Regions from separate parts of the Sus scrofa genome. Here region 1 is linked to region 2. The links are chromatin contacts, called in public HiChIP or PLAC-seq maps. All regions are on one chromosome and are shown on one strand. Each heading gives the region's core, a stretch centred on a gene start, on an enhancer-like site or on the middle of the called end of the contact. The rest is flanking DNA. Distances are from core to core; before and after follow the strand shown. Region 1 holds the start of A4GALT (lactosylceramide 4-alpha-galactosyltransferase). Region 2 overlaps ARFGAP3 (ADP-ribosylation factor GTPase-activating protein 3).

Evidence for each region. HiChIP or PLAC-seq counts read pairs in DNA pulled down with a chosen protein or histone mark.
Region 1: a contact with region 2 is called in an H3K27ac HiChIP or PLAC-seq map of alveolar macrophages. The contact joins the promoter of A4GALT here to the enhancer-like site in region 2. A contact is called at or near these places in 3 of 5 promoter capture datasets (fetal liver, fetal skeletal muscle and liver), 16 of 47 Hi-C or Micro-C datasets (adipose tissue, blood, differentiating spermatogonia and 9 more) and 1 of 2 datasets of contacts at active chromatin or transcription factors (alveolar macrophages).

What each region holds. Positions count from the first base shown.
Region 1 is chr5:6,082,474-6,088,671 of Sscrofa11.1, forward strand. A4GALT (lactosylceramide 4-alpha-galactosyltransferase) reads left to right here and starts at 1,320. Exons shown (of 3, transcript XM_005663760.3): 1 at 1,320-1,442.
Region 2 is chr5:6,023,157-6,029,102 of Sscrofa11.1, forward strand. ARFGAP3 (ADP-ribosylation factor GTPase-activating protein 3) reads left to right here. Exons shown (of 16, transcript XM_003481526.4): 9 at 227-369; 10 at 5,356-5,484. Among named protein-coding and RNA genes, the nearest start is that of ARFGAP3, 32 kb to the left of the region's middle. Within about 2 kb of position 2,600, at least 17 of the 83 cell types and tissues checked have an H3K27ac peak or open chromatin away from gene starts, as enhancers often do. A contact at or near this core is called in alveolar macrophages, where this site is marked.

The sequences.
Region 1 (6,198 bases), core at 70-2,569, 58 kb after region 2:
CGCCCTTCCTTCACCGGGTGGCGAGGCACCTTAAAGCTCTGGTCTACACACTCCCTACTCCTGGTGCAGAAGAGAACATGCCCAGAGCCCACGCCAAAGAAAAAGGATGCTTTTCTCTCTCCCAGACTTCAAACGGTGTCCCAGGGTGGCCAGGCTCCCCAGGCAGAACTTTGCAGATAAGTAAACTGAGGCAGAGCAGGGCTGGCCTGTGGGCTCTTCCAACCGCATCACCCCCTCCCTGCAACAGCGGGGGTGGGCTTTTCTTCTGAGTTCAATGGGGAGCCACTGAGGGGGGGAGGGCAAAATGACAGATTAGGGGGAAGAGTGGAGACAAGGGCAAGAACCTGATTAGATGGGTTTTCAAGGAAAATGGGAGGCGAGAGACTGTGACAGCTTGGAGAAATGACACTTGGTGGACTTTTGCCGTGAAGGGAATGGGAGGAAATGAGGCAACAGTAGCTGGAGGGGGCAAAGGGGTCCTAAGAGGTTTTTTGATTTCCTCTCTCTCTCTCTCTCTCTGCTTTTAGTTTTAAGATAATAGGAGAAGTAAGAGCATGTGAATTGATGGGATTGATTGGGGAGAGGGGAGAGAGGGCAGAACCACCAGATCAGTGTCTTGGCTTAAAGGGTAAGATCTTGTGGACAAGGGGAGGGGGTTTTCGGGCCAGGAGGGGCAGATCAGCCTGGTCCCCAGAGCAACAGGGAAGTTGGGCGCCATCCCAGGAGGTGGTCGGATGGGGGGGGGAGCTGGTGGAATTTTTATGCTGGTTCATTCATTCAAAGGCTAATAATCTGGGACGTTCTAAGTGGCAGGCTGTTGTCGGGGCTGCGATGGAGTGTGGGCTTTTTCTCAGGGGCCCGAGCACTGGTCATCAGCCCATCAGCCGCGAAAGAGGATGTGAGAGGAGGAAGTGAGCTCAGCACAGCCAGTTTGCAATGGACCAGGCAGAGAGCGAGGGAGGAAAGGACAGAGCAGCGAGGGCTGTGCGGTTGAACACGGGGTGATGCTGCCGAGACGTTCAGCACGGGTCACACGGTGAGGAGCGCAGGAGGGACAGTGGCACCAGTCAGGCCAGAGTTCATACTGCCCCCTCTCCGTTGCATGACGCTGAAGTTACTCAACCGCGCTGAGCCTCGTTTTTCTCATCTGTTAAATGGGGGAAATGGGATAAAAACCCCACAGAGTAAACGGCAGGGGTGCACGGAAAGCGCACCCTACCTGTCGGCCCGCAGGCAGGTGATGGTGCAGCCGGGAGCCTGGCGGACGCGCGGGCTTGGGGAGCGGGGACCCCCCTCAGGGGCGGGGCGGCGCTGACCACGCCCCGGGCCAGGGGGCGGGGCTCCCGCCCGCTGGACTCCCGGCGCTGCCCTTCCAGCCGCCTCGCCGCCCGGCCCGTCAGAGGGCCCGCGTGGTCCGCCTCCCGGAGCCGCGGGAAGCAGAGGTACGAGGGGCCGCGCGCAGGGTCCAGCTGGACGGGCTCTGGAACACGGACCTGGGGGCGCCCCGGGCCCCGGAGGGGAGGAGCGCTGCGAGAAGGAAGGGGAAGGGGAAGGAGCAGAGGCTGCGGAGGGGCGGGAGGGCTGGGCCCCCGCCTGCCCGGGCCACCTGTTTTGGAGGGACGCTGGTGTGCGCACCGACTGGGCGCGCTGGTCCCCCGGCCGCCGCCTCCACCCCGACTGCGCCCGAAGTTGAGCGCGGCGGCTGGACCCGGAGCCCGGCCGGCGCGGGGAGGGCGCGCCCCGCCCGGGAGCCCTCGGGGCAGCCCCTGCAGGGCCGGGCGCCGTGGTGGGAGAGAGGGGCCCTTGCGGGTGGGAAGCCGGGTCCGCGTCGCTCTGTCTGGGGGGCGCGGAATCGCCTCGGGAGGCCTCGCTGCCGGCTGTGCTCGCCCCGGGCCCTGGTGCGGGTGCGGCTGGGGAGAGGAGTAGGGAGCGGCCGGCGGGATCGAGGCTGCCGGCCGGGAGGCGTCCCTCTGGGCCCTTAGGGATGCTGAGGCTGTGGACGGCCGAGAGGAAGGAAGGGCCCTCCACGTGGAGGGATGGCCTGGGTCAGAGCTCGGGAGTGGGAAGGTCGGGCCTGAGCGCTCCCTCTCGGAGGTCCGGTCCGCAGCCCCCCTCTTTCCGGACTGCTTTTCTCCCTCCCTCTTCTCCAGGTTGGGAAGGTTGGGTCCGACTGGGGGCTGCAGTGTGCTTGGGAGAAGTTCTGGCTGGGAGGTCCAGTCTGAGGGTCCACTCCCTTTCGTCCTAGGGGAGACCCTGGCCTCAGTTTCCTCATCTGACACCTGCGAGTGGAAGGTCCCACCTCCTTGCCGGACGCTGCCCACCCTTTACCTCTGAGAGGGTTCAAAGCCACTTCCCCTGCCCACCCCCCTCTCAGGAGGACACCCTTTCTGTCTCCCCCAGATATGGAGTGATTGCTCTGTGAAGGCCCCGGGGGTCTCTGGAAGGCCGCTAGGCCCTCCTTTATCAAACACCCAGGAGCATGGGATGTGCACTCACTCTGGCACCCCCTCCCCGGGCTGCCCAAGGACTCCCCCACTGTTACCTCCTCCCAGAGAAGGGGGAGCCACCCGGCCCAGGGTGACAAGGCAGGGCCCAGGCTGGCCGGACTATCCCCTCCATGCTCACGCCTGCCCCCCACATTCCCACAGCCAGAGCCCCTAGGGGAGTCTCCGCATCAGGCCCAAATAAAGAAAAGAAAATGAGAGTCAGAGACGGAATCCTCTCAGTTGTTCATTTTCCTCCCACATGTGTTTCTGGTGCTTCTAGTGCCTGTCCCCGCTTATCTGCTAGGGCCACTTAATAAGAGGACAAACTCCGAAGTGGAAATTCTTTAAAATACTCATCCGAAGCCAGGTAGCTGCCCAGGCTAGTGGACTTCCTCTGGACGCGTGCAAGGGTCCCAGGTCCACAGTGTGTGCAGGCTTGGCAGAATCTTTCGAGGTGACTTCCTTGAAACATCAGGAAATTGGGACCCACCGCATCACCAGATGAGTCCCAGCCAGCAGCTCCCCAACCCACGTGGCCACGGAGGGCCAGATCTCCAAGGGCTCCAGGGGGCCGGTTCCCCAAGGGTCAGAATTGGGATCAGGGCCAAGTGAGACAAGGTGGCTGCCAGGGACATTTGCAACAGGAAAGGGAGAAGGAGGGGATGAGAAGAAAGGTGTGAAAACAGCCCCCCCCTCACTCCCCCCACCCCACTGCACCTCCTGGTGGGTAGAGGGTGTGGCCTTCGACCTGGCCACCCAAGCTGTGCTGGGCTGTGCCGTCTGGAATGCACCTCCTCCGAGGCGTGCCCTCAACTCCTGTTGATTAACCTGCGTTCCATTGTCTCACCCCGACTGGAAGCTCCTGGAGGGAGGAATCTCGTCTGAAGCCCAGTGCTCAGGCCTTGACTACATTTTGCTTGAATGAATGAACGGAAAGAAGTAGGATGAAAAATTTCTGCAGTCGCATCACTTGGAGATGACGATTGTAAATATTTTTCAGTGCTTACCTATTGTTTCGTCATACTCGTTAATGGATCTCATTTGACGTTTAGGGTCGTTTTTAATATTTGGCTCTTTCAGATAATGTTGCATTGAGTTTATCGATGAATTTACACAGTGCCAGTTTTTTTCTGGAAAGGTAATGAATTACCTGGTAGTTGATGCATGTGAACCTCTAGAGCGGCTACACCTAGAGCCAGCTGGCCTCCAGAGGGACTATACCATTGCCTTCTTCCTTAGGCTGTGAGTGTGCATTTCTTGTTATTTCCTGGAAATGAAATTACTGGGTCAGAGGATGAAGGTCTAACATCTCTGTGTGTTTCCTAACCATTCATTTGAACTCATCGTTGAGATATTTGCCGCTTGTCTCTCTGTGGCCAAGATCTTTGTCCCAGCTTATCATCGGGGTTTGATTTTTGCTGCCGATGCTGGGTGTGTATTTGAGGGGCCCGTTTTGGATTTTTATTTTATTTTGTGCGTGAGCTTGTTGATAAGGGAGATTTGGCTGCAGTTAAACGCTGATGGGAAGGAGCCAGAAGAGGGAGTGGCGGCAGCCCCTAGAGAAGGAGAGGAGAGTGGATAGAATGAGGTCCCCAAGGCTGCAGGAGGTGGGAGGGGTCTGGAACTGACCCCGAGGGACCTTCTGAGCTGGTGACTGGAAGGATGAGAGGGCTGGGAAGGGACCTTAGGAATTGGCTTTGATCTTCCTAGAGAGGGAGGTAGAGGAGCACCAGTGGAGAGAGGGTTCCTGGCCGAGGTTCCCAGCTCCCTGTGCTGTTTGCCAGCCTCATCCCCTTGAGTCCTGCTTCCCTGGGAGGGAGCAGGTGTTACCACCCCGCACTGACAGACTCCAGAGGGAGGGGAGGTGCTTGCTTAGCATCCTTCAGCTGAAGAAAGACGGGAATGGGTTCAGAGAAGGCTCTAGCCGCACGCCCTTGAGATTCCCTCTCTCTCCTCTCGGAGACTCCATCTCTCTAGATAAGGGGAAGTGGTACCCACCTTGCTCCGTCTGGCACTGGGTAAGTGAGTGCCTTTTTCTTTCCTCTGCCTCCATTTGTCTTCCCTCTGGAAGGGCCCCCGTGAGTCCAGGAGCGTCCATCACCTTGGAGTGGAACATGGGACTAGGAGAGCCCCTCCCCTCCCTGGCCAGTGCCCGCACGCCCTCACCCAGCAGGAGCCACCTCCAGCAGGAGCGCACAGCCTCCCGGATGTCACCCCCGTGCAAAGTCTGAGCTTCTGGGCACACACGCACGAGAGGGAAATGGGAAAAGTGGGCCTCACGTTCTGTGACAGGCTTGATTTGAAAGAGCATATGCCATGGTCCCAGGTACAGACATTGTCCCAGAGGCCCCTCCCCATCCCCCTCCCCCTCCAGCCCGCAGCCGTCTGTCACCTTCCTTTGCTTCCTCCCACTGCTCTGCAAGGCACTCCTCTGAGTTGGTGGTGGGCTTCCAGCAGTTGAGCCCCACTGGGTGCCAGACACTTTGCTGCCCTGATCTTTTCAACCCTCTCAGCCATCCTGTGCTGTTGGTTCCATTTCACAGATGAGAAAACTGAGACTCAGGGTCCAGCGCCTCCTCTTGACCCACGTGAGATCTGAGCCCCTGGCTGCTGTGCAATCCCAGGTGAACTTGGCACAGGGCTCCAGGCAGACCCTTTCACCTTTCACCTGGCAGAAGGTGCTTGAACCCAGCTGTGCCTCGATTTCCTCAGCTTTTTTTTCTTTTTTTTGCTTTTTAGGGCCACACCCGTAGGCATATGGGGGTTCCCAGGCCAGGGCTCGAATCGGAGCTACAGCTGCCGGCCTACGCCAAAGCCACAGCAACGCAGGATCCTTAACCCACTGAGCAAGGCCAGGGATGGAACCCGCAACCTCCTGGCTCCTGGTCAGATTCGTTTCCACTGCACCATGATGGGAACTCCGATTTCCTCGGCTCTTAAACTGTAGTTGATAACAAGAGGGCCTGCCCCACGTGGCTCTTGCGAGCATTGAGTGAGTTACTCACGAAAACCACTTTGACCCAACGGCTGTGCGTAGCCAGCCCTCAGAAAACATACCCTCTTGTTTTGGGGTGGGGGTGGAGGTGGGGTTGCACCTGTGGCATTCGGACGTTCCCGGGCCAGGAATCAAACCCGAGGCCACAGCAGCAACAACATGGGATCCTTAACCCACTAGACTACAAAGGAACTCCCAACACTATCGTTATTATTAAACCACATAACTGCATGCCCGACAGGGAGCTTTTAATAAATGTGAACTCAACCACGCCCACCCCTTCCTGTGATGCAAGGATGGGAAGTCACGCCCTGATGCTAGAGAGAACTTGAACTTTTTAAAAGCCTGCTGGAGATGAGTGAGTGAGTGATCGGCATCGAAAACCTTGAATTACATTTCCTTTGACCCAAGCGGCTCATTTCCTGGAGCCAGCCCAGTAGAAGGAATTTAGGATGTGTTGAAAGATGTCAGCGTTAAGACGCTCACCACGGAACTGTCTATAAAAGCCAGAAAGACAGAAGCCACGTTTCCAGCAGTCAAAATTGGAAGGAGGCGAAATGCAGGATGGTGCCGCCAGATGATGAGACAGAGGGTAGCCCTGCAAAGTTAGGGCGTGGAGGTGTGTTTGTTGGATCTAGTATGAAGGGCAGAGCATGTATTTCCAAACAGTTTTGTGCAGATATAATTTACACATTGGTGCACGCCGTGAGTTTTAGG
Region 2 (5,946 bases), core at 1,350-3,849:
GGCAGGCGCGGCGTCTGAGCCCCACTCGTCACTTGCTGGCCGTGTGGTCTCGGTCGAGTCCCTCACCTGGCAGGAGCCTCAGGTGTGCCCCTGTCACCAGGGCTGGTGACGACCCCCACCTCACCGAGTCGTGAGGTCGGGGTCCTCACCCCCCATGCGTGTTAGCTGTTCGCAGACAGCTCCAGACAGTCAGGGGTAGAATGTAATCTTATGCTGTGTCTTCCAGCTTGGGGCCAAAAAAGGAAGTCTGGGAGCCCAGAAACTGGCGAATACGAGCTTTAATGAAATTGAAAAACAAGCCCAAGCTGTAGATAAGATGAAGGAACAGGAAGACCTTCTGGCCAGGACGGCTTCTAAGGAGGAATCGATGTAAGTGTGATTGTGTCACTCGCGCGTCCTCGTGGCTGAACCTGTCCAAGAAACAGCTCTGAGCCCAGCTTTCCAAGCGCCATTCCTCTTTCCATGTGCGTGCGAGGAGGCTAATGCAGAGTTTAGGTGTGCAAAAACTTAATACCCATCTAGGGCCGTGTAGGTTGGAAGGCGAGAGGGGTGGGGAGGGAGGGCAGCTGCCATTTCCGGTGGCAGTTGTACAGGCAGGCCTGGGAGGGGGGACACGAGAAGGGAGAGACAGAGACGTGTCTGCAGGTACTTATGCAGGAGAGCTGCTCAGCATCTTTTGTCACCAGGGAAAGGCAAGTCCGAGCCACAGCGAGATGCCCCTCACTCACGGGGAGACATACAGTAACTGGTGTGGGTGAGAAAGCAGAGAAGCTGGTGCCCTCGTGCTGCACCGGTGACAGTGTGCCCAGCAGCAGTCCCACTCCGAAGAACATATGCAGAGAAATCAACATACGTGCCCACGCATCCACACCAAAACTTGTACATGTGTTCACAGCAGCCTTAATCCTCATAGCCCCAAAGTAGAAACAACCCATGTGTCCGTCAACTAGTGAATGGACAAACAAAATATGTGTCTTCGTATAATGGAATATTATTTGTCCGTGAAAAGGACGCAGGCACTGATACATGCTACGGCACTGATAAATCTTGAAAAGTTTATGCTAAGAAAGAAGCTGGGAGTTCCCTTGTGGTGCAATAGGTTAAGGATCTGGCTTTGTCACTGTGGCAGCTCAGCTTGCTGCTGTGGTGTGGGTTCAATCCCTGGCCTGGAAATTGCTACATGCTGCAGGTGCAGCCAAAAAAAAAAAAAAAAACCAAAAAGGATAATGAAATTAAAAAAAAAAGAAAGAAGCGGATCCCAAAAGACCCCATACTGTATAATTCCTTAGATATGGCATGTCCAAATTAAGCAAATCCAGCAACAGAAAGCAGGTTGGTGGCTGTCAGGGGCTGGGGACGGGGGCGGGGGGAGGGTAATGAGGCGTCACGAGTAATGGGTTTCACTGGGGAGTGATGAAAAGTTCTGGAATTACTGGAGATGTTCAGCAGACCCCATGAGTATACTAAACACCACCGAATCGTGTACTTCAAAAGGGTCAGTTTTGTGGTATGTGAGTTATATCTCGGTAATGAAAAATGTATTTATCCTGGGAAGCCCCCGTGGCGACTGAATTCCAACTCTTGCACAGAAGGCTGTGGGTCGGGTGATACCTTCAGAGGTTTTGAGCCTGGATCTTGGAGGGTCTCCGAGTCGGACTCGGCACAGAGGAGGCGGAGCAAGAAGAGCCTTCGAGGGAAGCAGAGGGCGCCCGACGTTTGTACGGGGTTCCGCCTGGACTGGAGACTTGAGAATAGTGACGTGGGCCACCCTGGAGTCAGGCCCGTGGGTTTAAGTCACGCGGAGAGGAGAGGAGCGCCGTGGGGGAGGGTGTCCTGGAAAGTGCGTTTGGTAGCTGCGTCCCGGCCAGACGAGGGACGTATCGTAAGTAGATACTTAAGGCTCTTGAGAGGTTTTCATTTGTGTTGACAAGAGAAGGGACATACGGCTGCCTGGAAAGTGCCCATGACTGGGCATAAGAGCCAAGAAAGGAGGGCGACTGGGAGTCTGACTTTGTGTGTGTGTTTATTGTATTTATCTGGTGTTTTCTCTTATCTTCATGTGTATCTGCTTTAGCTTGAGTTCATGACTACAGGCTGCATCATGAAGAAAATAATAGTCCTTGATGAGGTTGTTTTGAGGATTCGTTTAGTTCATGCTCATCAACATGCATTAAGCAGTGCCTGGCGCACAATTGGTGCGCAGTCCGTGTGGCTTCTTACTATTTGTGCTAACAGTTTGCCAAGCAGATTCTGATTCGCCAGATGATATGAAATTGCTTCTTGTTTCTTGTTGTCATTCAACTCACAGGACGTAGGGGGCAGCACTAAACTGAGTTTAGGTTAAATGTGACCGGAATGCGGAGCGGTCACAGAGTTCACCTTGATCTCTGGCTGTGCTAGGTCTTTTGATGCTGGGAAAGGGGATGGTTAAATCTGAGTGTGTCTGAGAACGGGCTCTGCCAGACGGCTCCTGTATGAGGTTTGACCGTGCAGAGCCCCTGCCTGCTCAGAACAAAGATCCAGAAAGCCAGAGCCTCCCTCCCTGAAGCTCAGGTGGATGGGAACTAGTCTGTTCATGTTAGAAACCACACCAGCCGTCGCTTGTGTCTTTCGTCAGGACTGCTCAGTGCAGCATAAAAGCAAAGGTGCAGATCGCGGGGGGTGTTTATGGACTGTGAACCTAAGCCCAATTCGACCCCTTTCGTGGACTGGTTCAGAACAGCTGCACCACCTCCCTAATCGCCGCTCAGATGCATCAGAGCTCAGCATCGCCACCCAGGGCTCTGCCAGCCGTGGGAAAGTGCCCGGGCTTGCTTCTTTCCTCTTGGGCAAGGTCGCTGTTGAAGCGGCTGCGAAGAAAGTTACTTCAGCTTGGTCACCTGTCAGGAGCAGCACTGCTTGCTTCTTCACCTGTCAGGAGCAGCACTGCTTCTTCACCTGTCGGAGCAGCACTGCTTCTGTGTCATCTGGAGGTAAAACTAAACTCTTCGTGCAGCAGCCTTACCCTCACCGGGTGGCAGCTCACGGGTCTGCGCACAGTTGGGCCGGAAGCGTGAGAACAGGCAGAGCTTGACCTGAGCATCCAGCCAGCCCTCCCCTGAGCCTGGTTCTGGGAAGGGCTCCTGCGGGTCTGAGAAGCTCGCAGTTCTGGCATCTTCGTTCTCTTAGTGTGTCTCTTGGTGTTAATTCATGCTTTGGACGAGGGTTAGACCCAGCCGCACGTCAGATGCCCCAAGAAGGAAGATGCTCCCTCTCATGTCTTTCTCACTCCCAGCCCTTCCTCTCCAGAAGACTCTGTTCCCACAGTGACACAGATCTCTAGGTACACAGATCTGATGTTATCCTCCAAAACTATACCTGAAAGAGTGTTGCTTATTTTCTGAGCAATGGAGTGAGTATGTTGCCATTACCCATATTCCAGTAGGAATAACAGTAAAGAAAACAAGCTGCCAGATCAAAGTAGAAATCCTGCATCACCATTAAGGAGGGAAACAGCCAAAGCAAGCGTGTCTTTCCCTAGTAAGAAATTCTGTTGTCCTTCCCTCATGGACCTTAGATAGTGTCGTTCTTACGAGGACGCGTGCCATTTTATGCAGTGGATGATAGCCTAGAAATCCTGATGAGGTAGGATGTCATTTTTCAGGGTCTTGAAATTTTGTTGCTTTCTTACTAATATGATAAATCGCTTGTGTGGTTGCTAATATGGGCCTGGTTTTCTTTATGAAAAATTCAGTGTTTGTAGTGTTTTTAGAAATCTGAGAGTGAGGGCAGTGTTTGGTGCATCCTCCCCGTCCCCCAAGGTGCAGTATTTGTCACAGATATTTGAAAGGCAGATGCTGCGTGGCTGAATGACGGTACAGAAGAAGGTGTTGGCTGAGGAATGGCTCCTCCGTTGTAAACGAGCCTGATCACAGGAAGAGATCCCATGGGAAATAATCCTGTAACCTGAAGAATCCTTTTGCAATGAAGTAATCCCTTCTTAATTTATCTACACGTGCGTTTTAAAGTTAAATCTACGTATGCGCTTTATCTCAAACCGAAGCAAACCGATGAGACTAACTTTGAATTTTTGACATGAAAAGTGGAAGTACTCAGTCAAATATTAGTCCAAGTAGGAAATGCTGCTTCTATTATCCCATAGAGAAATAATTTTAGGGTACATCATGACATTTTAAGTGGTATTGATTTTGGAGGGACAGCCGTGAGTGGCGGCTGGAAGCGAGGTCTTAATTCTCTGCTCAGGAACTGAATTGGACCTGGGCAGCCTGGATGAAAACCAGGCACCTTAGTCACCAGGCCAGCTAGAGGCTGAAAGCAGAAGGGCCCTGATCCGTGGCCCCTGTTGAAAGCACGACTGTTTCACGGAGGCAGAGGCTGTGAGCACAGGTATAGAGTGCACGGTGAGAAACGCAGTGCCCCACGCGGGAGAGCACAGAGCGCGGAGACGCCGCCCGTTTGTCTCGGGCGGAGGTGAGGCAGCGACCCACGGCCGAAGGCCTGCGGGTGCAGGCATCCCCCCCGCACGAGCAGCGCCCCGGAGAGGTGACCTAGACCACGTGAGGGGGAGAGGTCTCCCGGTCTTTGTCTTCCTTGGGCCAATGATGTTTTATCTTTGGCACCTGACCAGACCCAGGACCCTCTCCCGTCTGCGTGCGCGTCTTTTGGCCCAGATGGGTTCCCGAGCAGAGCAGAGCGTGGCGGGAAGCTTATCCAGACCTATTATGGCCTGCCCCCCCCTTTCTGACCCAGAGGGGTGTCTCTTTGCGTGTGTAGTTGGGGTCTCCCTGACCCGGAGGATGGGGAGCACGGGACTCTCTCCTCTTCTGTCCACGCGGGGCTCAGCCGCCTTGGTCCTGTCATTACCGTGGTCTGGCGGGTTCACAGACGACGAGCACCAGTTATGTGCCTCGTGCCTGGTGTTATTTCTGGCCTGAAGCAGAGCTGGGGCTGCTTGTAAATGTTTGTCCCGGCGCCCACCTCTCTCCCGGTTCAGGAAGCGTAAATAAGACAACAGTTGTACCTGCCTCCTGCCTCGAGGAGCGGAAATAAGAGGCTCTGGCAAACGTTACCCTAGAGCCCATCTACCTCCTGCCTCAGTATAAATTATTATTACATGATAATAAGCAGTGCAACTTCATCAGCCACCAAAAACTAGCTATGAACTCATTCACATTTTCTTGAGCATCTACTCAAAACAGACCTTTACAAAATATGCCAGCCTGCCTTCATAATTGTTAATTTTGGAAAGAAGCGTAAAGCTAAAAGTACGAGCGATGTGTTTAATGTTCTTGTTTTTTTTTTAATTTAAGAACACAGCATTAAGCTAAATTAAGGAGCATTTGGTTTTTCTGGCAGTGTTTCATCGTTACGATTAGCCTATAAGGATCTTGAAATTCAGATGAAGAAAGAGGAAAAGATGAACATGAGTGGCCAAAAAAAGGTGGAATCAGAGAGACTTGGCATGGGGTTTGGAAACTGCAGAAGGTGTGTAAGACTCTGCTTTCTTGGATTTCACAATTTAAACTAGTTTGCTGATCATGCATGGGTTTTCTTGTTAATTCCAACTTCAGAAATATTTTTTCATCGCTCAGTTTCTTCAGTTGTTTCTCTTTACAGTCGGCCCTCAGCCCCCAACTCTCTGTACCCACAGGTTTTGCATTTGCAGATTCAACCAACTGTGGAACAAAAATATTTTTTTTGGGGGGGGTGTCCAGGGGAGAATTCCAGAAAGTCCCAAAAAGCAAAACCTGAATTTACTGCACATACCACACTTACGGGCAACTATTTACATAGTATTTATCTTGTATTTGCAATTATTTACACAGTATTTACATTGCATTAGGGGTTACTGGTAAGCTACAGATGATTTAAAGTACAAAGGAGTAACGTGGATTTTTGTGTCTGCTGGGGTCCTGAAACCAAATCCCCGTCAGATAAAGAGGGACA